Regions from separate parts of the Mus musculus genome. Here all the other regions are linked to region 1. The links are chromatin contacts, called in public HiChIP or PLAC-seq and promoter capture Hi-C maps. All regions are on one chromosome and are shown on one strand. The core of a region is the stretch at or near the end of the contact, and the rest is flanking DNA. Distances in the headings are between cores, read along the strand shown. Region 1 holds the start of Nell2 (NEL-like 2). Region 2 holds the start of Twf1 (twinfilin actin binding protein 1). Region 3 holds the start of Tmem117 (transmembrane protein 117). Region 4 overlaps Tmem117 (transmembrane protein 117). Region 5 overlaps Tmem117 (transmembrane protein 117). Region 6 overlaps Tmem117 (transmembrane protein 117). Region 7 overlaps Tmem117 (transmembrane protein 117).

Evidence for each region. Promoter capture Hi-C pulls out the DNA fragments that hold promoters and counts their contacts. HiChIP or PLAC-seq counts read pairs in DNA pulled down with a chosen protein or histone mark.
Region 2: a contact with region 1 is called in an H3K27ac HiChIP or PLAC-seq map of oligodendrocyte precursor cells, with 13 times the contacts expected there. The contact joins the promoter of Twf1 here to the promoter of Nell2 in region 1. A contact is called at or near these places in 2 of 39 promoter capture datasets (cranial neural crest and hippocampal neurons) and 4 of 115 datasets of contacts at active chromatin or transcription factors (astrocytes, embryonic forebrain, embryonic stem cells and 1 more).
Region 3: a promoter capture Hi-C map of liver shows a contact between it and region 1, with 10 times the contacts expected there. The contact joins the promoter of Tmem117 here to the promoter of Nell2 in region 1. A contact is called at or near these places in 5 of 39 promoter capture datasets (embryonic stem cells, hippocampal neurons, liver and 1 more) and 1 of 115 datasets of contacts at active chromatin or transcription factors (astrocytes).
Region 4: a promoter capture Hi-C map of hippocampal neurons shows a contact between it and region 1, with 4 times the contacts expected there. The contact joins the enhancer-like site here to the promoter of Nell2 in region 1. A contact is called at or near these places in 5 of 39 promoter capture datasets (cranial neural crest, embryonic stem cells, hippocampal neurons and 1 more) and 3 of 115 datasets of contacts at active chromatin or transcription factors (astrocytes, embryonic hindbrain and embryonic stem cells).
Region 5: a contact with region 1 is called in a promoter capture Hi-C map of embryonic stem cells, with 13 times the contacts expected there. The contact joins the enhancer-like site here to the promoter of Nell2 in region 1. A contact is called at or near these places in 11 of 39 promoter capture datasets (the 3T3-L1 cell line, the C10 cell line, cranial neural crest and 7 more), 1 of 15 datasets of contacts at CTCF or cohesin (the NIH/3T3 cell line), 6 of 484 Hi-C or Micro-C datasets (cerebral cortex, cortical neurons, embryonic stem cells and 2 more), 10 of 115 datasets of contacts at active chromatin or transcription factors (astrocytes, embryonic basal ganglia, embryonic forebrain and 6 more) and 3 of 9 other capture datasets (adipose tissue, embryonic stem cells and pancreatic islet).
Region 6: an H3K4me3 HiChIP or PLAC-seq map of neural tube shows a contact between it and region 1, with 8 times the contacts expected there. The contact joins the enhancer-like site here to the promoter of Nell2 in region 1. A contact is called at or near these places in 6 of 39 promoter capture datasets (the 3T3-L1 cell line, cranial neural crest, embryonic stem cells and 3 more), 10 of 115 datasets of contacts at active chromatin or transcription factors (embryonic basal ganglia, embryonic forebrain, embryonic hindbrain and 6 more) and 1 of 9 other capture datasets (embryonic stem cells).
Region 7: a contact with region 1 is called in a promoter capture Hi-C map of hippocampal neurons, with 10 times the contacts expected there. The contact joins the enhancer-like site here to the promoter of Nell2 in region 1. A contact is called at or near these places in 13 of 39 promoter capture datasets (the 3T3-L1 cell line, 3T3-L1-derived adipocytes, the HPC-7 cell line and 7 more), 8 of 115 datasets of contacts at active chromatin or transcription factors (embryonic basal ganglia, embryonic forebrain, embryonic hindbrain and 5 more) and 1 of 9 other capture datasets (embryonic stem cells).

What each region holds. Positions count from the first base shown.
Region 1 is chr15:95,526,303-95,530,156 of GRCm38.p6, forward strand. Nell2 (NEL-like 2) reads right to left here and starts at 1,712. Exons shown (of 20, transcript NM_001356951.1): 1 at 1,499-1,712; 2 at 975-1,103. The coding sequence starts at 1,562.
Region 2 is chr15:94,587,860-94,591,713 of GRCm38.p6, forward strand. Twf1 (twinfilin actin binding protein 1) reads right to left here and starts at 1,965. Exons shown (of 9, transcript NM_008971.4): 1 at 1,893-1,965; 2 at 369-446. The coding sequence starts at 1,917.
Region 3 is chr15:94,627,178-94,631,031 of GRCm38.p6, forward strand. Tmem117 (transmembrane protein 117) reads left to right here and starts at 2,008. Exons shown (of 8, transcript NM_178789.4): 1 at 2,008-2,125.
Region 4 is chr15:94,657,273-94,661,126 of GRCm38.p6, forward strand. The region is part of intron 2 of Tmem117 (transmembrane protein 117); the gene reads left to right. Among named protein-coding and RNA genes, the nearest start is that of Gm25546, 22 kb to the right of the region's middle. Within about 2 kb of position 2,054, at least 32 of the 459 cell types and tissues checked have an H3K27ac peak or open chromatin away from gene starts, as enhancers often do. A contact at or near this core is called in hippocampal neurons, where this site is marked.
Region 5 is chr15:94,718,028-94,721,881 of GRCm38.p6, forward strand. The region is part of intron 3 of Tmem117 (transmembrane protein 117); the gene reads left to right. Among named protein-coding and RNA genes, the nearest start is that of Gm25546, 39 kb to the left of the region's middle. Within about 2 kb of position 2,119, at least 1 of the 459 cell types and tissues checked has an H3K27ac peak or open chromatin away from gene starts, as enhancers often do. A contact at or near this core is called in embryonic stem cells, where this site is marked.
Region 6 is chr15:94,801,714-94,805,567 of GRCm38.p6, forward strand. The region is part of intron 3 of Tmem117 (transmembrane protein 117); the gene reads left to right. Among named protein-coding and RNA genes, the nearest start is that of Gm31007, 92 kb to the right of the region's middle. Within about 2 kb of position 2,003, at least 18 of the 459 cell types and tissues checked have an H3K27ac peak or open chromatin away from gene starts, as enhancers often do. A contact at or near this core is called in embryonic basal ganglia and neural tube, where this site is marked.
Region 7 is chr15:94,873,616-94,877,469 of GRCm38.p6, forward strand. All of the region lies in intron 3 of Tmem117 (transmembrane protein 117), which reads left to right. Among named protein-coding and RNA genes, the nearest start is that of Gm31007, 20 kb to the right of the region's middle. Within about 2 kb of position 1,721, at least 2 of the 459 cell types and tissues checked have an H3K27ac peak or open chromatin away from gene starts, as enhancers often do. A contact at or near this core is called in hippocampal neurons, where this site is marked.

The DNA of each region.
Region 1 (3,854 bases), core at 462-2,961:
TTTGATGGCAATTTGAAGCCATAGCTCCCAATAGCAAAAGAAACACATAACACACACACACACACACACACACACACATGTATGGTGGTGGGAGGATGCCTTGATCTTCAGGATACAGGGCATCCCCAGTGCCTCTTTTTAAATTCCATCTCCTTGGACAGTTTAGCCCCCTTTTACACCCTCGGGCTAAGCACCTTCCCACAAGGCGAGAAGTTTTCAAAAGCTTTACTCAATCAATTTGCAGGCTGGCTTTTTTTTTTCTGAAATTTTGTTCTGACTAAACAGTATATTCAAATATGATTTGAAGTCTGGACAGTAATGAATAGCCAATATCCACTGAGTTCAAAAAGAAAAAAAAGTTTTAAAATTCTACACGTACAATTATGGTGATATAGGGCTATGCTTCTGTGAACGTCCCCTTGAAATGATTTCAAAATAATCGTAGCAGTAGCATTGCCTTCCCCTCGCCGCTGATCGGCACGGGAGAATGGGGAGCGCTCCATGGTAACCGTGCTTCAAGTACAGACATGTGCAGTAAAAATACCATAAAGGAATTCCTCTGGTCAGGCACCACAGCGCCGAAACTTTGGGAGGTCAGTATTTTAACCAAGATTGAGCTATCTTGTTTCCTTCCCAAATCCATTCCACCCAAATGAGGCGTTTGTGTTACAATTTATTGTTCCCTAGACGCCCAAATCACCCATCTGCCTCTGGAGTTTCTAGTCGGTAATTAAGGCACTATCCATTAGAACCACCAAGTGCACCAAGTAAGGAGGAGGAAAAGGAGTGCGAGGGGGAGGAGGGGAGGAGAAAGAACCCACTTAAAAAGAGTCAGACCCTGAGCTCACAGAGACCCCCTCGCCCCAGCTGGGACTCTCCGCCCGCTCCGTGCAGCGTGCAGCGCCAAGCCAAGTTACCAGAAGCCGCAGAGCCAGCTCCCCGCAACACACATGGGGCTCCACACTGGGCCATACCTTGGAAGAGGAAGGCTTTCGTCCCATTATGCAGTCCCGGGACTTGGCGCACTCCATCTGTAGACTCCCCAAGTTCTAACTCTGTTAAGACGTCAATCTGTAGGGAGGGGTCCACACCAAGCCCCCAAACTGGTGGGAGTGGGGAAGGGTAGGAAAGAAAGAAAGAAAGGGGGCCATTAAAACGCAAGCTTCTACAGCAGCAAAGAAAGCACGCGTCTTGGCGACGATATTGGAAGTGCTGACAAGAGGCAACTCGCTCCTCCACAGGGAGAGCCTTACCTGGACGCGCTGTCAAGCTTAAAATAGCAGAGCGCTGGGTCCCATCTCCTGACCTACTTTAAGCCCCTCTCTGTGCAAAGTTCCCCCTCAGCCACAGACCCTAAGGGTGTGACCCGCCTCGCTGTCCCCAGGACAAGCACAGAAAGGACCCAAATGCAAATCCTCCAGAGCTCCCCAATCCAGAGGGACACCGGGCGGCGACCCCATGGCGGGGAACATCCCGGCCCTGCTCGGCGGCCACTCACCCGCTCCAAGCCCGAGGATCACGCAGAACGTTCTCAGTAACACCCGGGATTCCATGGCGTGCATCGTCTCAGTCCATCGTCTCCCTCTTTAAAAATAAAGATAAAAACCAAGAGGTGCTGGGAGTGAAGCGGGAAAGCCGCGCTGGCCCCTCCTGCGACCGCCTCGGCGTCGCCACCCGGGCTCAGACACCTAAGACCGAGCGGGGCGGCCCCCCCCGGGTGCGCGCCGAACTTGGAGCCGCCTCTGCGCGCATCGCTCCCGCACGCGGCGGGCCGCAGCCGGGTCAGGCTCTCGGGGACCTGCGGGGACCTGCACCGAGCAGCGCCCCGCCGAGCCACGCGGCCCGGGCGCGCACGCAGAGGAAGGGAGGCGGCTTCGGGAAAGCCGGGCCGGGCCGCCCCGCACCCGCCCGCGCTCCCGCGCCCGAACCTGTTGGAAAGGCGGAGACAATGGCGAGAGCCTGGAGCCGCCGAGACCGCTCCGGGAGGGCGGGGCGCGAGCCGGGGCGCGGGCGGGGCGGCCTCTTTTTCCCCCTGCACACGCAGCGCCTGGTCCAGCCAGCCCTGCCCGCAGAGGTCCTCAACCACCCTCGCAAGCCCGCAACCGCAGCCTCCGCTCGGGATCCTAGGATCTCAATGCCAGGTGCCAAGTTGATGGGCGGCGTTTGCACTCACCCCCTCGAAATCGGGCGCGTGTCTCCAAAGCCCGGCGAGAGAAAGGACCACCCAGCCGCAGGAGGCGAGGTTGCAAAGAAAGGCACCCGGCCGCCTCGGGCAAAAGAGGGAAGCCCTCACTTAGACACTCACGCTGCACGGCAGCCCCGGCGCAGGGCACCCCCTCCCGGGCGGGAAAAGGAACCCAGCCAAAGCACGCAAGACTCCTAGGTGAAGCTGGACAGGCGCGGGAGACCGAAGGAGATGGGTAGTGAGCAGGGGAAGCCTGGCCAGCCCAGACTGAGAGGCTTTCTGCCCAGGGCGGGGCGCTGGAGAGCCTCCAGGCGCAGACAGCACACAGAACTTAGCCAAGTGCCAGGAGCTGCTGGACAGCTCCAGAAACCTTAGAGTGCTTCCCAAATCCAAAGTCCAGGACACTACACAGCAGCAAGGGTCAAAGGGCAAGGCAAGGGGATTCTACCCACTGAGAAAAACAAGTGTCAGTACGTGTTAGAATGAATAGATGATACAGATAAGACTATGTATAGATGGATGGATGGATGGATGGATGGATGGATGGATGGATGGATGATGGTAGATGAATGGATAGATGAAGGATGGACGATAGGATGGTAGATAGGTTGATAAGTAGGTTTGTAGATACATAGTAAGATAAGTATATTTTTATTAAGTAAAAGATTGAGCCCAGGAAACTAAGAAGCCCACTCACTGTTGACCATACTCATGTAGACTTTACTCACCCCCCCTCCTCATACATTCTTAGGACTAAAAGAGTGGGATTATTTGTGATTATTAGAAGACTGAATAAATAAATTAAACATCAACGACGTGTATATTTTTCGAGTGCTACCTAAATTTTGCATTGAATTTTTAAGTCAGTTCTCTTCCATCATGGATAAGTTAGTTTCAAGAGTGAGTAAAACACCCATCTGTTTCTAGAGAGCTCTGAGTCCTCCTCCAATTAATCAGAATCTGCTTTCAACAAGACCTGAACCAAACACAGCAAGCCATAGGCAATATGAGATGTCACACACTGCATACATCATTGCTACACACATCACAGTAGTGATGGGGAGACACGTCTACCTAAGTTCTTGGAATATTTAACGGGGGATAAGAATTTTGAAACTTTATCGATAGTATTTATTAATCCCCCTTAATCAAAATTTTCACTAAATTTTAAGACAAAATCTTACAAACTTTGAGAACTATTCCAATGCTCCCATGTAAGGATTGGAGGGCAACATCTCAAATTTGCTAAAATAAAATAAACGAAAAGGAAACTATTTCTTGTGCAGCTTAAAGATCTTTCTACAATAGTATATTCAAATATTGATCAATATAATATCAACATATACCATATCAATATAATATCAAATATAATATCAATATAATATCAGCAATGGCTACATAAAATGTGTATCAATGAATAGTGCTATTTAAATTATGGTTGGAAGAGAAACAAGAGGGATGTGAGTAGAGGCACATGCCCAGTATCCTCACAACACTCCTACCTGTGGAAAAGGAGGAATTAGAGGGTGGATCCGAGTGAAGCAGTATAAGAAGATCGATGAACCAAAGAGTTGCAGCAAACTCTAGTATGGAAAGGGAAGCAAGCAAACAACAAACAAAAACCTCTCTTCCAGAGAGCAGTGTTGGCATGAACTTGGTCTAGCACAGT
Region 2 (3,854 bases), core at 715-3,214, 940 kb before region 1:
CAATCAAGCAATAAACAAACAAGTATCTCAAATGTTTCTACTTCAAAACACAGCTCATTGAACAACTCACAAAATAATTAGTTTTGTTTTCAATAAATGCCCAGCTACTGATTTTCATTCTAGAAGCACTGACATTAGACATAGATTGTGCTGCAGAAAAACACACAACAGGTGAAGCCTCCACACCAGAAAGCACCTGCTGTCTCCGCAATGGCCGCCCCCAGTTTAAAAGGAAAACAGGCTGAAAGGCAAGCTCTGAACTTGCTTCATGCTGATTAATAGTTCAAATTACTCATAAGGCTTGGAAACCTGAAACTGTAACAGCTAACCCTCCAGGGGCACAGAGTATCTTAAAACTGTTAACTAACCATTTTCGATAGATATTTTCAGAAGTCTGTATTTCCCGTTTCTGGCTCGGGCAAAGATCTCTTTGACATCTTCGCTTGCTGTGGAAAATGATAAAGGGAAAAAGTGTTTAAACCTAGAAGTAGTTTAGTTTGTATTCACCTAAAGAAAACATAAATTAAAGAAACATGTGGAGCATACAGGCCCTTCTTATTGTTACTATAAAACAGAAGCATAAAATACCGGCCTTGGCGAGGAGCAAAAACTAAATACTAGCATTTAGAAGTACAGGAACTTCAACATTTTAGCCACAGAACTCAGTAGCAGAAGTAACACTAGGGTGAATGCTTTCAGTCAAACCCAGTAACAGACAAATTGCTCCATGTTTGAAAATGTTAACAAGTTGCTTCTAATAGTCCAATTTTAAGTTTGTGATGTGTGCTCCTTCATCAAATCATGTCCTGTATCTGTCCATCAAGAACAACAGGATCAAATCTCATATACTGATTAAAGAAAAAACCTGTAAAATACACTAGATCTTACATTTTTCTTGCATCTCTTTGTAAAAAGTTATAGAAGCCACCCAGGAAATAAACATTTAATAACCTATCCCTTGTGTAGTCATCATTGCTTCAAATTCGGTCTTGTGTTGTTGATTGCCAAGCAAGACTAATATTTATGTCTTGTTATATAAAAGGCTCAAACATTAAACAATAATTTTGATATATTTAAATGTCATAAGTAACACGGGGGAGATTAAGTGTTGTTAGATCGGAGACTATTTTTGCCTGCATGTGCACAGAATTAAGTGGTAGTGTCAAAAACCCTTAAAACACAAAACAAGTTATTAAGTGGTCACCCGGGGGAAAGGCTCGGTTAACTATTACGGGAAGTGCTCTAGTTTATATTAGAACTCGTTAAATAACCCCGGGATATATTATTTGATTCCGTAGGAGGTTGAGTACGTCCAAGTTGCCTATTTTCCAACCAGGAAATAATAAACGGCGAGTAAGATACACAAGTAAACTGCACATTCGACTGTCTCCACGGGGTTCATGAGGTGCAGCTACACAGATCAGACTTTGCAGCTGCCTGGGGTGCAAGCATCCAAAGATGGAAAAACACTCCCTACTCGGGATTTCTCCGGAAGGAAGGCACACCCGCGTTCTGAGAGAAAAATCCGGGGAGTTCGGGAGGCAGCCTACAGCGGTGGGAGCTGTTTGGTTTTCAAACGATCTGAGTGCTGGAGCAATCTCCTTTGGCGGGTCCCGAGGAAAAAGTCGCTCGGCTGGCCGGCGGCAGGAGCCCAGCCAGCTTCGGTCTTCCTGCTCTCGGCACGGGGGCCGGGATGCAGCGGGGTCGCCCGGGACATCCTCACATCCTCGGTTCTCTGGCAGCCACCACCGGCCTGTTACGTGGCGGCCGCCGGGGAGGGCCGCGAGGGACACAGTCGGGGCCGTCGCACCCAGAGCAGCTCCAATGCCGTGCGCGCCTCCAGCGTTCCGGCCCGCAGCCTCCCGGGAGCCCCTGCCCCGTGGCGCCGTTACCTTGGATGCCTGTCTGGTGGGACATGGCGGCGGCCCCAGGCTCCCGGCTCCGGCGCAGGGTGCGGTAGCGGCCCCGGCCGGCGGATCCAGGAAGTAGCGGCTCCGCCTGTGCGTCATCGGCCCGCGACTCTCAGCCCCGCCCCCAGCACCAGCCCCGCTCTCCAGCGCGACATAGACCCCGCCTAGGATCCCGCCCCCTGTTCTTTCACTGGCTACTTTCATTGTCGTCACAAGCCCCGCCCCTTAAGCCATTGGCCATGCCCTTTCCCGGCAATCACCCCCCCTTGCCCCCCCCCCCCCCCCCCCCGCTGCTGTTTCTGTCCAGGATGCACCTTCTGGCAGTGGGCTGTGTGTCTATCACACGCCGCAGCGACACACCTCATCAAAATGCTTTAGAGGGAAAAATGGCCATTTTCCGAAACAAACGCTTTCTACATGAAAGACATATCCTTTGCTGTAAAGAAAAGACCATTTTAAGGCGAAAGATAAAACAGTTAAACATTTGCAAAGCAAGATGGGGCTCAAGACCACTCCTGGCCCACTTTAAAATAAGAGACTGTAGAGTTCTCCATTATTTTCCCCGTGATTTGAATCTCAAGCTGTTCACTTTTCAATTGGTCACTATCACACAAAACCACTGTTCTCACCTCAAAAAAGAGAAAAAAAAGTCTATTCTGAAATCAAATATGTGCCCTATCAGGCGGGGAGGAGGCACTAATTCAGGTGACACCCCATCCCAAATATCATGTTTCAACTTGGTAACAGACTTATGAATTTTTTTTTTAGTACCAGAACAAAAGAAAATCACAAATCATCTTTAAAATATATTTGGTGGGGACATGGGGCTATACCCAAAGTGGCGAAATTTCTGCTACTGGTTCAGATATTATCTGAAGAGGGCATCTTTAACCTTTCAATGGGAGAAGCTAAGTGGTCTGTACATTTCCAAGGATGGACTCAGAAGTGGCTAGTAACTGGGATGGCCCAAGATAATTCAGCTTAGGACCTACACCACAGTCCTACACAATCAGGCACTTCTAATCAGCTAGGCAACCTTTTTGAGTCTTGAACAGGTTTGGGGTGGCTTTTTTTTTTTTCTGGAAATTTCAGCTCATAGCACTTTAAGAGACCTCATTGTCCTTTCTCTGGTTCCCCCAAAGAACTGAGTGTGAAACCACTGAGCCATTGAGCTGACCTGAATATCTCTCTGTGGTCAGCTCTACCCTTGGAAACCATTAACAGAGCTTTGCTTTAGGTTAGCCTTTGATTGCTTCAAGTCAAATGTGTGTTCGTAGTTACCTGGATGCAATACATTTGTATGGAAACAGCAGACAGGAGTTACCGTTCTTTCTCACTGTACACTTTTATCGGCATGCATTCCCCTGTGAAAGTTTATTCTATTGTTTATTTTTATGTATGTTTTCTAAGTAGAACTCTAGCTCTAGATTTTAAAGCCTTGGACTAATAAATATATTTATTTTTTTATATTCAAACTCGATTCAGGCAAATGACATAATGACAAGGTATGGAGTCCCTCTTCGAGTATAAAGCATTTTAAATAAGCCACTAAATAGGCCTGCAACTGCTTTTCTTTGTGGAGACCATAAGGGAAAAAAAAATGCTGTGTGCTGGTGCTTGTGATCTCAACTCGGTTCCTTTAACAGATCTTCACACCATGGATTAGCCCCATAAAATCTGGGTTTGGGGACTTCCTTGGGAGGTGTTCCATTCCAACACGGTCTTCCCAGCGGCGTAATGGTCCAGCCTGATTTACCAGTTTTAACTGAACTGTTGTTGCACAAGGGGAAAATTGTAGGGTTTGCTTGCAGGGTTTTTAGCTGATTCATGTCCTGTTGATTACAGAAGCTGACACTACTTAAAAAAAAATACTGATGACACTTAAAAATTTTTTTTTCCTATATCCATGCTTAGAAAGGACCATTGTGTGTTTAGCCTGAGAAG
Region 3 (3,854 bases), core at 758-3,257, 900 kb before region 1:
AAGGTGACAAACTGGAAACCGAGGCCAGGGAAAGCCGAATTTTCAAGTTTGGACTTACTGAACAGTCTTTGAAGCAGAGATCCAGGAAAATACGACATACAGAGTACACATGAAAACAGTTACACCGTTTAATACCTGTTTGGGGGAAAAGAATCCTAATTATAATAGTAAGAGTGCAGTAGAGTCTGAGAATTCATCGGAGAAAGTAATCTCTAACTCACTGAAGGATTCCTGGAGTTCACTGGGTATTAAGGGGGGAATGGTAAGATTTTGTCTCTGCCCCCAGGCAGCTCAAAGAATGGTGGTGGTGGTGGTGGTGGTGGTGGTGGTGGTGGAGAGTTAAGATAAACTGGAAAAAAAAAAGTAAAAACCAAATATCACAGTGAAATGCACAGAATGCTGACATAGGATGCACACAAGGAAATTTGTAGACACACCATGAAAGAGACTTGCTAAGCCACAGTTTCCAGAAAATAAACTATGACCACTGTCACTTGCAAAAATGTGAAGCCAGCAGGAGGGACAGCAGAGCCCCCTAGGACTTGCTCTCCATGGCCACTTCAAGTCCGCAGATATCGCAGCTGCCTCTGCTTCCTAAAACTCACTTCTGAATCCTCAGTCCAGCCAGGAAAAGGGTTGCCCTGGCCTTCCTAAATGTGCTGCTGTTGGCACCCAAGAATGATCTCCTTTTCCATTCCACAGTACAGACTGTGATCATTCCCATTAGCACCAGCTGTCAGTATGCAGTAGCTAGCTATGTGCATGCTGGATATAGCAACGTTTAACACATTAAAGCAGCCAGCAAGCTGAGGTAGCGGTTGCTATTAGGGGCTGAGTAAGCAGCAGACATGAGGAAAGAGAGGGGTTCCTTAGGCCAAGTCAAAGGTTCCTCCTGACACATGCTGCAGAGAACTAGACAACCCACACCAATGACAAGCATTGGGGAGATGTGCTTATGTGTACATGTGTGCATGAGTGTATGTGTGCTCACGTATTTGTGCAATGTATACATTATCGTATATTTGTATTTATGTGTGCGTGTATGTATCTATGTACACACACTATTTCTGTACAGACAACTATCTATATATGCATATATACAGAGACACAGCCATGTACCAATCTGTCTATATGGGCACACATATTTACATATATGCATATGTGTGCATCTATATATACATACACATATATGTATGTATACGCACATAAGTGAAGATATATGCACAAATACACATAAATATATATGCATATACACATATAAATTTACATATGTACAGACACACACAGAGATACACACACATATATATGCATATACACACAGACACAGACACACACACATGTATGTATGTGTACATGCATATGTGAATATATATACATCCATACACAAATATATATGCATATACACACATAAATTTACATATACACAGACACACAGAGATACACACACATGTGCGTATACCCATACATATACACAAGACACATAAATATATATGCATATACACATATAAATTTACATATACACAGACACACACAGAGATACACACACATATATATGCATATACATATATATATGTGTATATATATACACACACACACACACACACACACACACACACAGACACACACACAGACACACATAGACCGACATACAGACACACACAGGCACAGACCCTCTGCCCACCCCCACCCTTCACACAGCCGCAGGCAGGGATGCTGTGTGACCGAGGTCGCCTTAGAAAGTTAGCGGTCCCAGCTGCTGGCAGGCGCAGGTTCCCCGCAGGGTGCTGCTGATGCGGTTCCAGCAGGCCATGGCCGGGTGGCGCTCTCCCTAGGCCGCCGCAGCGCCCCTGCCCTGCTGTGCCCTGCCGTGCCCTGCCGTGCCCTGCCCCGCCCCGCCCGGTCCGGTCCGGTCTGGCTCCGCAGAGGCGCGGCAGGCGGGCGGGCGTGGCGGCATGTGCCCGGCGCGGTCCGGGGCCGACTCTGCGGCGCGGCGGGAGCGGCGAGGGCGGCCAGCGTAGGCGGCGGCGTGGGCCGCGGTATTTATAGCCAGGTGACAGCAGCGCGCCGCGGCCCGTGTCGCCGCTCGTCCTGCGTCCGCCGCGGTGGCCGAGCCGCGCGCCCTCCGGTGAGTACGCGGCGGCCCGCAGCCCTCGGCCCGCAGTCCCGGGCGCACAGGCAGGCCGGATCCCCGCAGCCCCGCAGCCCCGCGTGCCCCCGGGCCGGGGACGCGGGAGCCGGCCGGGGACCGAGCCAGCCGAGGCTCCGGGGGACCGGCCGCGGGCAGCCCGAACTTTCCCGCTCCACCGATTCCGGGGCGCAGGGACCCAAGCCCCCGGCTGCCTGCCTGCCGGGGAAAGGAACAGGTTGCATTTCCTCCGTGTCCTTTCGGGAAGGAAATGGGAAGGCCTGTGTGTTTGCGAACTCCATCGTGACTGAATTAAAAAAACTAGTTTTCCATTTCTATTTTGAAAAATACCACAGGCCCGCGGCTGTGTGTGACCCGTGAGAGAACATCTAGCCTGCTATGATTCATTCTACCCTCTGTGGAACATCGGTGTGTGTGTGTGTGTGTGTGTGTGTGTGTGTGTGTGTGTGTGTGTGTTTGTGTGTGTGTGATACTTACCTTGATATTAGTGTATGGACACAAAGAACAAAGTGAGTTGAAGTATGTAAAATATGAGGTACCCCCACCTCAGTCTTGGAAGCTTTTATGGTTTGATTTGCATTCTGTAGCAAGTTGTAATTTACTGAATATAGTGGTAAAATCTATGTAAAAACTATTTCTGTTGTATCTATCATCCATCCATCCATTGATTGATCAATCAATCGATCCATCTGGATATAGTATCTTTCTATTCCCTCAACCTTTGTAGTTTAAGAGCAACTGGGGATTTTGACTCAGCCGTTCGCCACTGCTTGCTCTCCCATTCTCCATATAATTCTTGTGATTAAAAAAAAAAGTACCCATCAGTTTTTCTTAATTTGCTTTAAACTGCCAGTCACTTAAAAGGTAACTCCGGGCTTGAATGAACTTTAATCAGCCCGTTGAGTTTTGTTGTCTTGGAGTAAGACCTCAACAAGCAAATGGCCCGAAGGGCAGTCTGTGCTTTCTTAAAGGGTCAGTCCAATGGTCACGTCTCCACTTTATAACCCAATAGGACGGGCTGGTCCCCACCTCACCATTACACTGGGATGCTGTCTTTCTGGAAGACCTTCAAACCAACTTCACTCTTCGCTTCTGGGTTAAAAAGCTTGCTTATCGATGTCCCAAGGTCTGCAAGGATAAAAACACCGGAGGAGGAAAATTACTAAACTTTGATACAATGTGACGAGAAAGGATGTGATTTACCAATGTGATGCTGCAAATTAGTTGGGTACCACAGATACCATCCAGGTCCCTATCCAGAGGCACTTAGGTGGTTACATTGATTGCTTGAGAAAGCTTTGCTTTATTTAAAAGGCTGTGTGGTCTTTGGACGGGACTGAAAGCAAGGGCCCCAGATGTACTTCTGTGATTGCTGTTTGCACGATAAAACCTGTCATGGGTGCTGGGTTATACAAAGTGCTCTGCTCCTCCCCGCACCTGTCCTTGGCTTGTTTGGTTTTGAAGTGAAAGGGGTGGAACTCAGAATCTTGACAGTCAAGGGTTGCCTCCACCTGCAGAGCTTCTCATACTCGTCCACTTATCTGTCAGTTTGAGGTAAAGGTTTGTGTTTCTCTTGAGGCCCCTCCTTACCTAGGTCTGGTCCAGGAAATATATACAGATTTGGCTTATCCACTTTTCTTCCGTCTCTCCTTTCACGGAGTTGGACATTCCAGGACTGGAAACTCTCTCTGGACATGAATCCTCCTCT
Region 4 (3,854 bases), core at 804-3,303, 870 kb before region 1:
TAGCTTACAAGTAGCCTTAGTACAAACAGACACAGACACGCATACATAAAATGCAGTCTTAAAGAAGAAAGCCTGCTGTAGCTCAGTAGATAAAGTGCTTGCCTAGGATGCAGGAGGCCCTGGGTTTGATACCCACCCCTGCATAACACCAGGCTGTGGCACACACAGGTCTAATCCAGCCCTGCGGAGGAGGCAAGAGAGTCAGAAATTCAGGGCTATCCTTGTCTCTGCGGGCCAGCTTGGGCTACATGCGATCTTATCTCTCATATATATTCTTTATGGTGAGTGTGTGTGTGTGCGCGCATGCCTCATACACATGTCAAGCTCCAGTGTGGAGGTCAGAGGACAGCTTGCCTTTCAACATAAGGATTCTGGGCTTGAACCGCAGTCACCCGGCTTGGCAGTAAGTACCCACTGAGTCATCTCCCTGGTCCTGAGGATGAACCTCTCTTCTTCAATAACATCGCAGAAGGGATGAAAACAAAGAGAACACTCTGTCTTCCTGTTCCATTAAATAGGAAGAGATTCTCCATTTCCCCTCCCCCCACCCCTGGGTAGGATGTCAGCAAGTTTTATAAATCCGTGTTGAATCCTGGTGAGCAGGGCAGCACAGCTAGCTTGCTCTTCCTAACCTATACTGTGTCGTCTTTCTGTGTTTAGTGTACACAGACTCTTGCGTAACTGGTGTTGTGCTTTTGGTTTTCTTTTTATGTGACTTGTTCATCAGCTTAAGTCCCTTGTGACTTCAGGCAGGACCAGTAGCTCACATGCGCTGTGTTAACTAAAAACACTCTCCAACGTGCTGGCTCCTTCACCAGCTAAACCCGCACTGAAATCTCTCACTTCTGGGAGTCTAATCCTGCTATCAAATTGGACCCAGTGGGACAGAGTGAGGCCAGGTGACCAAAGCCCCTCTAGGGATGCAGGTAGGAATTGCACTTTACCAGTAATAAAAGAGCCTTTGGTATTCGATATGCAGTTGCTGAAGCAATAGGAGAGGCCCAAGGGAACCACCTAGCAAAAGCAAACCATACCAAATTGTCTTTGTCAAGGAACAAGGCAGTGTCACTCGTTTTGAGCAGCACGCAATAAACACAAGCTGTCCCAGATTATTTTTTATAAGTAATCTGCTTTTAAGAAATGAAATACATATGGTAGCTTGTAGCCTTGAGATTTGCTTAAACTTAGGACAGGAACTCAAGAGGTTTGTGTGTGTGTGTGTGTGTGTGTGTGTGTGCGCGCGCGAGCGTGTGTGTAATGGAGTTAGAGGCAAGCTGGATTTTACATAGATCCCCATGCTTGCCTGCCCAAGCCCTGGCTGCTTAGAATCCTGACCACAATGACCTGCTTCCTTTTAAGATACTGGAAGTCAGTCCCTTTGCTTAGCTCATGTGCTGTTGTTTGGCTTGTACATTTTTTTTTTTTTTAAATCTCCGTTACTTACTCGGGACCATTTGCAGTAGGATTTCTTCCCCAAATGCATCCTTCAATCTCTTTCTTATTTTCTGCCTCGACTGTAACATTGGTTGGCCTGCTCTGCCTGCTAAAAGTTCAAAGACTCCAATTTGGGCCTAGAACCCAGACATGTATGGTCAACAGTTTTCCACTGTGGCCTTGGCTGCAGCCTACTGTGGTGTGTCAGGCCCTGTGCTTGCTGGACCAGAGGGAATTCACTCTCCAAGTTACCCCACAGCGGGCCCCATTCTAGAGGAGCAAACACAGAGGTCCTCTTGTGAGAGAAGTCACCAGTGCGTGCAGCTTAACGGAGAGAGGCGCCCCCCAGGCCTCTTCCTCACTTTGCCTGCCATGTTTGGATTCTGGACCGTTCTGCATTGTATTTTAAGGAGCCCGACTCCTTCCTGTAGACTCTGTCTTGGCATGGTTTATACATGGGCTCGGTTTAATCCATCCCAGATTTATCCAACCCAGATGAGTGCTAATTAGTTTTTTCTGCATTTGAGGTAGCCTGCTCCTAGCCTCTCAGTGTTGTCATGAATAATTGAGAGCTGCTGGCTCACCGAGCCACCCTGCTACAGAAGCCACTGCCCAGCCCCCAGGAGGCTGGCTTCACTGCAGCCAGAATGACAGAGTTCCATCTGGCGAGCCCAGTGCCACATGAAGCTTAGTACGTGGGCATTAGGAAAGAAACCTGTGTGCATCGGGATGCACAGATGTGCCCTGTGTCAGAGTAAAAATCAAAGCTTCCTTCAAACCACTGGAGTCTGTCTGTAGCGTTTCTTCCAGAAAACCGGCTTCTCACTTATACTTCATTATACAGTGAAGTCCCAATGCCTCTCCTTATGTCTCCAAACTGAAGATCAAACAGTTGGCATGATTAAAGGCTGCCATAAATTACAAATTTGGAAGCTGCATCTTGTTTTTAAAAAATTGTGTGTATGTGTGCGTGTGCACCATAGCATGTATGTCGAGGCCAGAGGAATTTCGTGTGAATTCGTTCTCTCCTACCATGTGTGTCCCAGGGATCGGACTCCAGCTGTCTAGGTTGGCAGCAAGCATCCCAGTCAGCATGTCTTTTTAAAAATTAATTTTCAGCCCTTCCTGGATGGCATTCTCTTACTTGAACGGTATGTATAAAACCAGAGCTATCCTACAATTAGAAAACTAATAACTTTTTGTTTATAACTAGTTTGATTTTTTTTAATGTTTTGTTTTGTGTGCAAAAAGACTCAGTGCGCCTTAGCTCGGGAATCCAATGTCAAAGCTGTTTTGTGGGGTTGTGAGGTTTGCAGCTGTTTGGGGGTTGTAAGGAATTGCAAGTGTGTGCCACTCCTTCTGGGAGTACAGTCTTCACCCTTCCACCTCCTACCCCCAAAACATACACACAAAGACTTTGCTCAGAGTCAGTTAGTGAGGTGCCCTGAGCCCAGGTGCAGGATCCCTGGAGATTGGCCCATAAACTCAGAGACAGCCCTCCCTCCCCACCCCTAGCTTTCTGTCTTCCAGAGAGAGGGCTGGGTGAGGGAGGGAGGGAGGGAGAGAGGGAGGGAGGGAGGGCGGGCTGGGTGAGCAAGGGTTGGGGGAGAGGGGGAGGGAGGGAGGGAGGGACGGAGGGAGGGAGGGCGGGCTGGGTGTTGGTTCTGTGCTTTCTCACTGATGGCATTTTGCTTCTGCACAAACACATCTTGCAAAAGAAACACATCTTTCTTTTAAACTTGTGCCTTTGTTCCAAAACAAACACAAACAAACAAACAAACAAACAACCTCCAAAACCAAACCAAACCGAAACAAAAAAGCCCTGTCTACTTTAAAGACGGTATAGCTGAATAAGACAGCTACCCCTTTCAGTTTTAATAATTCTTTTGTATCAACAAGTGGCTCCTTTTATTTCTTTATATATAAGTTAAATGTTATAAAATGAGAATGGAGATCACCTTTTGTGTCTATTCGTCAGGAAAATCTATGTGAGTTGGTTCAGTGGAGAGGTGTGAGATCTGTAGTGTTGGTTAAACCGACCCTCTGCTGCTTGCTTACTGTATCATGTCCATGAGATATACTGCCCACTTTCCATAGGGGAGCTTGTAGGCTTTGTTCGGTTACACTTTCCTATTATGTATTTTGTGCTTGACAGTGTCAATAAGACAGCTGCAATTAAACAAGGCCAGGATTTATTTTATAGGCTGTTATTTAACTAAAAGATTAGAGAGGGAAGGGTGGTTATTTTCATATGCTCTGCACACAGAATGCGTTTGTCCGCTTGCCTGCTTTGCAAGCAGGGAAAGTCTGTTTACATTTTTTGTGGGTATGTTTTATGGGATCTAAGAGTACGGGCTGAATGTTTACTGTAGCAGTCAGATGTTGGGTTTGGTGTCGACCGACACGGGCTAGACTCTCCA
Region 5 (3,854 bases), core at 869-3,368, 810 kb before region 1:
GGATATTTCTAGCCTGGTGTGCTTTAAATTTTTTCCAATTCAGAATTGAGTCTAAATTTAGTCTAAGCTGAGGCCTGTGATCCCTCGATACTGAGAACGCCCTGACCACAACTGACTTGATAAGGGGTAAATTACGAGGCTCCTGCTTTCACCCAGTTCCATCCTGAAGCAGACACCAGTTCCTAAGGCTTTAGACATCTTTGGGGAATGAACGGAGGTGAAGACAAAGGGCAAATGAATTTCATGGACCCAAAGGGTGGAGTTTCAGACTCTCACACTTCCGGTACCAGGGGAAACATCTCTGCGTTTTATTCTCTGCTCAACACCTCTCAGCACTAAAATGCTGCCTATGGACTTAAAGATAAGCTGAGACTCCCTCTCCATGAATGCTGGAGGTTGTAGGTGAGAGTCTCAGGTTTGCCTTTAGCATCTTATAAGCAGTTTCTTCTCCCACAATGGGGTGGATGCAGTAATCTCTCCTGCTGTACAAACCATGGGACTGTTGGAAAATATAACCCAGCTAGATGGATGTTAAAAGTGAGTAGACAAGCTTATCTTGCGATAGGACAGAGCAAGAAGGAGAATGTAGAACCTGAATCCCTGGGCAGGAAGCCTGTGGGCAGTGCCAAGGGCAGGGGCTTAGAGACTCAGTTCTCAGTCTTTGGAAGAGTCTGGAATTGAGGATCCAGACTATATGCTGGTTAGTTTTATGTCAACTTAACACAAGCTAGAGTCATCTGGGAAGAGGAAATCTAACTGAGAAAATGCCTCCATAAGATCAGGCTGAAGGCAAAGCTGTAGGGGATTTTCTTAATTAGTGATTGATAGGGGAGGGCTCAGCCTATGATGGGTAGGGACATCCTGGGCTGGTGGCCCCACATTCTATATAAAAGCAGTCTAGGCAAACCATAGGGAGCAAACCAGTAAGCAGCACCCTCCATGGCTTCTGAGTCAGCTCCTGCCTCCAGGTTCCTGCCCTGTGTGAGTTTCTGCCTTGCCTGTCTTCAATGATGAGCTGCGATGTGATAGAGGAAGTGAAGTAAACCTTCTCAAGTGGCTTTTGGCCACAGTGTTTCATCAGAGCAATAGAAACCCTAAGTAAGACAGGTTGGGAGTGAGACATGAGAAGTTGTATTGGTAAAAGATCCTGCACAGGGTGAAGAGTGAAATGACATGCGTGGAGGTACAGCCAGGCACCAGGAAGGACGTCCAACTCAAACCGTGCTTTGTGGGACAGAGTTTGCCCAGAGGTCTCATAGCTAGGATCTGGGGGTTTTAATAGAGCTTCTTTAAGAGTTTGAGACCAGGTCACAACCCTGGATATTTTTCTTTGACAATTTCAGAGTCTTACATCTCTGGATTGTCCCTCCTAGTGTCTTGTAGAATTTCCCAGTTGGTTAGTGACATCTCGCCTCAGCTCCTGTGTACATTGATATCCCTGAACTTTTCCTGTGAACCAAAATTGTGTTAACACACCTTTCAATTAATATAACCAATGCCTCTAAGGGTGTAGCCTGCTCTGCAGTACAGGGGTGGGGGGGTTGGAATGGGAGAGTTGGTGGGGCTGCAGCCACTCCAGTGAGGTTTTGCTTTAGCATGGTAGGTGCACGCTTTCTGCCATTGGACTAGCTATCTCTTGGGGGGTGGGGTGGGCTGGGGAGGAGAAACACACAAAGAAAAAGGAGAGTAGCACCTATCTGCACCAGAAAGAGAGAGGTTTGCAGCCACAGCATGGTTGTGGACGCCCGACTCACCAGCAAGGAAGACGCCACAACAGGATTCTTCTGCACACGTTTATTGGGAGAGCTTGATAGCAAAGGCGAAAGACCCCGAGCCCCAGAACTGGCGCTGCTTATATAGGCCTAGGAGTGGCGTGTCTATACCTGATTGGTTGTGCTTTCAGTACCTCATTTACATTCCCCGGGATGGGCTGTGGCTTGGGCGAAACCCTTATGCACATGTGCACATTGGTTGTTTACCCGAACTTACGGGCATGGCCAGCCAGCGCCATCTTGTAACGGTGTATGTGGCTTCCCACACATGGTGGTGTGCATTGTATTGAAGAATAGTGCACTGTTTATACACAGGACCCAGCCTTATAAAAGGCAGGAATGAAGAGAGATGTGCTCCAAAGTCCAGGCCTACATCTTAACGATTAGAGAATTGAGCAGGAAGCAAAAGTCTGCTAGGATGCTTATTGTTTGGATACTTCACCCCCGCCCCCCCCCTTTAAATTTTATATCCTGATTGCTGCCTGTCTCCCCTGGTCCTTCCCTCAGTCCCTCCCCCATATCCCTTTCTTCTCTTCTAAGAGGGTGGAGATCCCTCTGGGTATCCCCCCCCGACCCCACCTAGGCACATCAAGTCTCTGCAAGGCTAGGTGTAACCTCTCCCATTGAGGTCAGATAAGACAGCCCAATTAGGGGCACAGGATCCACAGGCATTCAACAGATTTAGGGATAGCTTCTACTACAGTTGGGGGACCCACAGGAAGACTGAGTTGCATATGTGAGGGTCCAGCCCCATGTATGTTCTTTGGTTGGTGGTTCAATCTCTGAGAGCTCCCAAGGGTCCAGTTTAGTTAACTTGTTGATCTTTCTGTGGAGTTCCTATCTCCTTTGGGACTTCAATCCTTTCCCTAACTTCCATCAGAGCCCCCAAGCTCTGTCCACTGTTTGGCTGTGGGTGTCTGCATCTGTTTCAGTCAGCTGCTGGGTGGAACCTCTCAGAGGACAGCCATGCTGGGTTCTTGTCTGCAAGCATAGGAGAGAATCATTAATAGTGATAGGGATTGGTGCTTGTTCATGGGGTGGGTCTCAAGTTGGGCGTGTTATTGGTTGGCCAGCCCCTCAGTCTCTGCTCCATCCCATGCCCCTGCATTTCTTGTAGACAGGTTAAATTTGGGTTGAAAGTTTTGTGGGTGGGTTGGTGTCCCTATTGCTCCAACGGGGTTCTTGCCTTTCTACATCAGGTGGCCTCTTTAGGTTCCATATCCCCACTGCTGTGAGTCTCAGCTAAGGTCATTTCCATTGATTCCTGGGAGACTCCGTGATCCCAGGTCTCTAGCATGTGAGGTGTCTCCTTCCCCCTACCTCCCCACCAGCTTCAGATTTCTGTTAATTCTCCTGGCCCCCTGACCCTCTCTTCCCCTCTCCTGTCCCTCCCTACAATTGATCTTGCACCCCATTTCCCTTACCGTCCCCCCTCTACTCAGTTCCCGCCCTCCATCTGCCTCCTATGGCTAAATTGCCCCCCCCCCCTTCTAAGTGAGATTCTAGCTTCCTTGCCTGGGCATTCCTTCTTGTTTAGCTTCTTTGGGTCTGCGGAGTGTAGCATGGTTATCCCGTATTTTATGGCTAATATTCACTTATAAGTGAGTATATGCCATGTATGATCTTTTGGGTCTGGCTTACCTCACTCAGGATGATAATCTCAAGTTCTGCAAAATTCATGATTTATTTGTTTTTAATGGCTGAGTAGTGTTCCATTGTGTAGGTGTGCCACATTTTTCCTATCTATTCTTCAGTTGAGGGATATTTAGGTTGTTTCCATTTCTGGCTATTATGAATAAAGCTGCTATGAACATAGCACATCGTTATAAACTATGAACATAGTTGAGCAAGTATTCCTGTGATATAATGGGGCATCTTTTGGGTATAGGCCCAGGAGTGGCGTACCAGGGTCTTGAGGTAGAAGTATTCCTAGTTTTCTGAGAAACTGCCAAATTGATTTCCAAAATGGTTGTACAAGGTTGCACTCCCATCAGCAATAGAGGAGTGTTCTCCTAGTTCCTCATCCTTGCCAGCATGTGCTGTCACTTGAGTTTTTGATCTTAGCCATTCTAACAGGTGTAA
Region 6 (3,854 bases), core at 753-3,252, 720 kb before region 1:
TCTCTGAAGCCCTCTCCCTTCACATTCACATGCAGAGGCCTACAAAGACATGGGCGACCTGAGAACAATAGGAAGTCATGGTGTCATTACATCTTTCTGCTAAAACGACAGAGACTGTGTGGCCAGATGGTATGTTAGAAAACTGAAGGATTTGCTAATAATAGCTCACCTGTTGTAAATTATGGGGGTGGGGCAGCCCACCTGAGTGTTTTATGCCCAGAGTGGGATCTAGACTCTGGCCTAATCCCACACCCAATTAGCTCTGTGACTGTGTGGTGTGGGGCAGGGCAAACACTTTTATGTTCCATGATTTAATTATCCGGATGGCAGAGTGGGAAAACCTAGGTGAAGTGGATCTGCTCACTCCCCCCCAAGTCAGCATTTTACCAGATTTCCCATTTTATTTAACTTGAGATTATTCCATATAAAAGCACATTTTTAGCTGAAATGTTACTTTTTTCTAGTGATAAAACGTGTACCTTTTTGAGAACATGTACCTTTAATTTTTTTTATTAAATATTTAATTTGGAGAAAGCCAACACTGAAGAGACAAAGACAGAGATGTTCTTGTTTCCGACACAGTCGTCATCTGTGCCTTTGAGATCAGGTACAGGCAGTGTGGCTGCCGAATAGTATATCCACTGAGACCCTCGGCAAGCCCCGCTCAGAAGGAAAGCACACCAGGGATAGATAGAGCCGAGTGACAAGCTCTGAGCCGGTGTTCCTTTGTGGAACGCGATGGATGCTCACAACAGGATGCTCTTTCACCCAAATGCTCTACACAAGGCACACAAGGTGCTGTGACCTGGTCCAGCCATTTCTATGCCTCGAATGCCAAGGCCAACATTTCCCCCATGACTTTATTTATTTATTTATTTATTAAAGCAACGTTGAATTAAATATGAACCGAACGGTGCTTCTCACCTTCATTCTTCCAAGCCGTTAATTAATTTTGTGAGGCAAAGGAACACACCCATCATGGTGATTTTAAAGATTATACAGACAGCTTCATTTTTGAATGGGTTTCTCTTTGGAAGGACTGGTGTCCACATTGTGCTGCGGCGGATTGTGTTGTGAATCTGCAGCAAAGGAACTGGGGTCTGGGAGTGCAAGCAGCTGAGGCCCAAGGTCAGCTATGGATGCCTAGGTGTGTGAAGGTCAAAGGCCAGCGGCTAGTGGTCGTGCGGATGGGGTTCGGGTGAGCAAGCTTGTCAGAAGTTTCCTTTACCCACCGCACCATCTGGCTTGCTCCTTCCTCAGCTTCCACCGCTTATGATCTATTTTAACTTTGATTTATGCGTATGCATATGTGTCTGAGTGTCTACCACGTGAATGCAAGTGCCCATGGAGGCCTGAGAGGGGGCGTTGGCCGTCCCGGAGCTGCAGTTGCAGTGGGTACAAGTTGACAGATACGGACGCTGGCATCTGAACTTGGGTCTTCCGCAGAAGCAGCAAGTGTTCCTAACCTGCTGATGCCGTCCCGCAGGCCCTCCCTCGGCCTTTGTATTCATTGAGTCATTGAGGGGTTTTATACATTGTTCCTCTGTAAATCTTGCAGATTAGAGAAGTCAGCCAAAGATGGGAAGGAGGTGTTTTAGTTTGTTCAAAGGAGCTACAGTTTAAAAATAAATTAGAATAGTGCGCCAGCACATAAGACATACCTGATGAGCAGTTCCTCTTTTTCTTTTTCTTCTCTTTTCTTTGAGGTGAAGGAAAACTATGTAAATAACAGGAAGGAGTACAGGGAGCTGGAGAGAGAGGTGAGCATCAGACAGTGTGGGGCTCTTCCGATGATATCTGTGCAGGCACTTGTAATTTGACAGCTCCCAGAGTATGTAGTATTTACTGTCATTTCAGGAAATAGCCCTGATTTCAAGGAAAACATAAACGAGCCATGGCATCCGTTTTGTTAAGTCACTTCCGACAGTTTCCAGCATCTCCTTATCACCTTATGGAAATACGGCCTTTCATTCTGTCAGCAGCGTCTACCATACACAGCACCACTCTCTAATGCCTTGTGAGGCCCACACGCACGTGTACAGCGTGCTCATTAAAATCACAGCAACAGAAGCGGCAGAGTAAATTGCCACCAAGTGTTTGATTCTGACACTCACGTGCGTTTCTTCCTGACACGCCTATGGGCATGTCACTGTAAATTGTCCTTGAGGATCGCAGTGACAGCTTTATGGACTGAAGTTAGAGCCCAGGCCTCTCAGCTGGCTGAGTGATGACAGGCTAAATGAGGCCACTGTGTAATCAGCTTAGGAGTAGATATAGATTTCTGCCTCGACACAGTTTAGGCAGAAGGGATCCTGAATCCTGGAGAACAAAGATGAGAGAGTGAGAAAGATCAGAGGATTTCCAAATATGAGAAATAAGTATGAAGACTCCACCCGGGAATGGTTAAACATGCAAAGACTGTTTCCACCACTGGGGGATAGGGTAGGGCTTGCTGAAGGCTGTTCTTTTCCTGTTCCCACAAAACCCACGAGAGCAGAAGCACTTGGTGGGCTCACCTGATGCTTCCGAGATAAATGTTTCCTGGCCAATGTGGGCCTTTCACCTGATATGTCCTCGTGCCTATATTAAGGGAGTCTTTGAGTGATTTAACTTGCCGCAGTAATGGCTTATTTATGGGGAAGGGGGTGTCTGGGGAGCTCTGGAGCACAGATGTGACAACACTTATTTTAGATATCAGAGATTGTAAGAGATGAAGAGGGTGGGGGGAGGGGTGAGAAATGCAGCTCTGAATTGGTGAGTTTTCTGATACAGAGAGAGAGGGAGAGGGAGAGAGAGACAGAGATAGAGACAGAGATGGAGAAAGATGGAGAGAGACAGCACATAGACAGAGAGAGAGAGAGAGGGAGAGAGACACAGACGGAGAGAGATGGAGAGGGACAGAGACATACACATCCACACTCAGAGAGAGAATGAAGGACGGCTGCAGGGTTTGAGAAAGGTTGTCTGCTGACAGACACCAGGTAGAGGGCATGAATTTTCTGGAGAAATTCGTAGCTGGAGAGAAAGAATGTGGAGGCCCAGCTTTGGAGCGGAGGCCCAGGGGATCAGGGAAGTAGACAGCGTTGTGTCCTTAGCCACTCATGATGATGATGGTGATGATGGTGGTGGTGGTGGTGATGATGATTGTGGAATGGAGGAGAGGAGGCCTGAGGTCACTCAGTTGTATATGAAGCAAAACTGTGTACCACAAAGACAGCATGGCAAGAGAAGGTGCACAGAGCGTCAGGAAGACAAGGTGAGGTGGTGTTGAGAAGCAGAGGGATTCAGAAGGAGCCTTGTCCAATGGAGATTTTTCTGAAGACTCTTGCTTTGTGTCATATGACACCTCCTGCTACACTCACACTTCAGCAGAGCTACAAAACCAGGATGTTCTTCGTCCCTGTCATGACTAGGTTTCCTCTGTTTGTGACTAAAAGGAAAAAAAAGAAAATTCGTAAGAAAAAATAAATGAGTTTTATATCAATATTGCTGAATTTTGAAACAGTCACCAGGTAAGGAGGCAGACATATATTCTTGGGCATTTGTAAGCATTATTTTATATTATTTCAAGATTACAGCCATTATGCATATAGGGAGAGAGGGGGTGGATTTTGGAGGAACAAAAGTGAGATTAGATGGGCTACAAACTAAAAAATAAGGTTTGTAAATCATAGGAGGAGATGGTCAGAGGAAAAGGGGAGGCTCAAGAAACAGAAGGGTGCGCCAGGCTGATCAGGGGGTGTGCCTACAGTCCTCTGAGAGATATCACCATGGTGAAAGCCTGTGCCACAGTGACTCCCCACCACACCTTCTTTTTTTTTTAATTTATTAGATATTTTCCTCATTTACATTTC
Region 7 (3,854 bases), core at 471-2,970, 650 kb before region 1:
AAAGTATGTATACATATGAATATGTGTATGTCTGTGTGTATTTGTGTAAAGGATTATAGCATATTTGCCTGCGTAAAGGATTGTAGTTTTGTTTTTTTTCTTTGCTATCTCTTTGGTTTACAAAGAGTTAGCTAGCCTGACAAGTGAGCGACTCCTGGCCCACTAACCAGAGTGCTAGTGATAAATCCATCCTCCATAAACCACAGATGTTAATTCATCTGAAACCATCGGCTTCTCTGGCCCCACAATGACAAGGAATCAAGGATGAAGATTCAAGGGGAGTAAATATTATTTACACTAAGCAACTTGGACTTTCATAATACCAAGTTTTGCTTCACCCTTTCTTGGCTGCCTTCTAGAGAGAAACATTGCTGGGGCAAGCTCCTGGCAGTAAGTCAACTCTTTACCCATGATTTACCTGTGTATCGAGCCCCCAATCTTGTTTATGTTGCCCAAAAATGTCTGGTAGAGACAGCTGTGACATTATGAATCCAGCTGGCCACAGATGGATCTGCAGTGAAGCATGAGGCCATATTGGGTTGGTGATCTATGTTTATAGCCCCCTGTTAAACTCTCAGCGACACAACCCTTACATCACCTGGCATTGACTACCCCCCATTTAGTATAAATAATTGGTGGACGTGAACTGGAACTTTCATTGCTAGTGATCAGGACTCCTACCTGTAAGAACCATGAATCTTAGTGTACTTTCACTCTTTAGCACATTTTTGAGTCTATTAATTCTAGTCATTGAGCACCTAGTTTTTTGGGTGTGATATAGTCTTAGCCATTCTTGTTGCTGAGCTGTTAGGATAATTAATTACTTCCCTTTCCAAGATGCTGTCTGTTGAAGTCTCCACATGTTTGTAATGGGCTTGAGCGTTCAGCTTAAAGTTTGAGAAAATTGAAATAAAAATCGAAGGTAGATTCTAAGAGATTAACTCAGAAATTTTACCTGGAAAGTGATGTTTATGCAAGATTTCCAAGATCTATTAATAGCGGGAAACATCAGCCCAAGTCCACATGGTGTAGGATTGAAATAGCTAACTGTGGTGTCAAGCAAAATTAAAATTATAATTGCCTTCCAGCAATAAAAACTAATTCTGAATCTATGCCCAACAACGGAGTATGTGAAATTTCACAATTTCAGTTTCTACAGTGATCTTCCCTTTGGCTAAAATTATTGAAGTGGAAAAAAAATCAAAGAATTATGTGTTCTTTAGAACCCAACAGGGAAATGGGATTAAATGTCAATTGATGTGCAAGTTAATGAAGTAGTTGTTGGATGTTTTTATGCCAGGTCTGCACACTTGTAAAAGTATTTGTCAAAAGCAATAAAAATAAGACTAATCACTGGCCCTCAATCATTACTGTTCCTCTTTAAACCTTCTGGCTATTTTGTAAACGGCAGTAATTCATCTGGACTGTTATAGTAGGGAGGACCCACTGTATGCCCATAGCTACAGGGAAGTGCAGTCACTATACACGTCTCATCATAGAAGACTCTAGGTAAGTTGGGTAGTCATCCTGCATTAAGGAGCTACAAACACAGTTTAGAGAAATGCAAATATGCCCAACAAGTCACGCTGCCTAACACCGTCCTCTGGGTACAAGTTCTCCATGATTCAACTCCATTTTGTTGATGTTTCTAAAGCTTAACATACACAGGCCTACCCATGACATATGAACATGAATATTCCATTCGTTATAAACTAAGCAAATGTTTTGTGATCATTTGCCTAATTCAGGCAGCACTGTAGATGCTAGGACACCAGCAGAGAGTAAAATAGCTCAAACCTCTCCCTATTTTCCTGAAGCTCGTTATGTTTAACTATGTCTTTAATCTGGGCTCTTAGCCATATGGTCTTATTTACTGTTTATTCATTTCTGAGTAACCAGCAGATATCATGTATAAAATGTATACAGGATCTAGCTTATAATTTTTCAGAAGAGGCTCTTATCTTTCTCTGTTGGAAGAATACAATGGAAAGAATGTAATCCTGCCATAAAGGATCTGGTGAAGGTGGTGGGAGCTGATTTGCAAGTTCATCAAGGATGGACTCTCTCATCCTCTCTCCTTTGTTCTAGCCCAGTGATTCTCAACCTCTCCTAATACTGCAGTCCGTTAACACAGTTCTTCATGTCATGGTGACCCTGGCCATAGTATTATTTCCCGTGTAACCTTATGATTGTAATTTTTGCTAGTGTTATGAATTGTAATGTATATAGCTGATATTTCTGATGGTCTTCAGAGACTCCTTTGAAAGGATCATTTGACGCCCTTAAAGGAGTCGCAACCACATGCTAAGAACCATGGCTTTAGCCCTTCAAGGCCTTGTATTTTTCTAAACCACACTATAATGAGTTATGGTCCATACTAGTCTCCTTAGCATATATTATAACAATATTTTTGACTTGACTTAGTCTTGTGGTGACTCCCCTGAGGAAGTTCAGAGTGTGACAAATGCCAGGAAGGGCACAGCAGCTGCCTGTTGTGTCCTCTTCTGAGTTCTTCCTTCCTCACCAGAATTACAGTGCTTTAAGTTTCCAGTATTCTTGCTTCAGACCACAGGGCCTGCTCTGTGATCAGGCTGAGTCCAGCTCTTCATTGCCTTACATCCAGAATAAGAAACTGTCTCCAGGGAACATGCACAGTTTTCTCCAATGTACCGCCCCAATTTCTTTACTCTCCGATGTTTTATTAACATTTAAACAGATTTTAGACAGCTTATTATTATTTTTTTTTTTACTTAGACTTATTTTAGTTGTTCTTGGCTGGGTCATTGGTCTGTTGCAAGTATATTCAGGCTATCTACTAAAACAAAATATGATGCATTCACACACACACATACACACACACACACACACAATGCCCCCTCATGGTTTTTACTCATTGGTAAAGTGTACAGAGAGTAAGATGTCATTGAGCATACTCATCAAAATTGTGTCATTGAAAATGCTGGACAGTTGCCAAAGCTGATACTCCAAAGAGCATTGAGCTCACTGTCTCATAGCTATTCAGTGATGGCCGTGTTGCTGAACTGGGTAACAGCAAACGGTGTTCACTTGGGCGCTTTCAGATTAAAGTACTCAGGTCAGTGAACCTAAAACAGAGGCTGTCCAGGATATGTGGTAGCTCAGAGAAGTGGCTAATGCTACTGTTGGCTTCTTACTCTGATTCATCAAGGGCCTTACATCTTCATCATGTACTAAGGTGCAAAGGAGATTTTCCTCATGCTTTTCTATCTCCATTAAGACTTGCAGGAGGCAGGTATAGCATAATCGCTATGAGTCTAGATGGGAGAGGCAGGAATATTTATATTCTCATCTTACTTTTTGTGATGTGCTTACTTAGAACCAGTTGTGGAATTCTAAATGTTGTTCCCATATCTGTAAAACACAAGTTGTAAATCATAACACTGTATCTAGATGAGAATCGATGGACGCACTGTACTCAAACTACACATTGTGAACACGCAAGTTTTCATAGTTACATTTCTTCACATCATATGGAAATCCAATCAGCAGCTACAGTGTTTGCACGAGAGTTCAACATGTTTACCTAGACCAATGGTTCTTAACCTGTGGGCCTCTACCCCTTTGGGAGTCACATACAAGCTCTCCGGCATGTCAGATATTTACATTATGATTTATGAGAGTAGCAAAATTACAGTTATGAAGCAGCACTGAAAATAATTTTATGGTTGGGGGTCACCACAACCTGAGGAACTGTATTAAAGGGTCGCAGCATTGTGAAGGCTGAGAAACACTGACCTAGACTTTCCAACAAAGGTGAATGAAATTTGTAGAAAAAGAATTATTTTAAGAGTATAAAATTTTACAAAAAAAAAAAA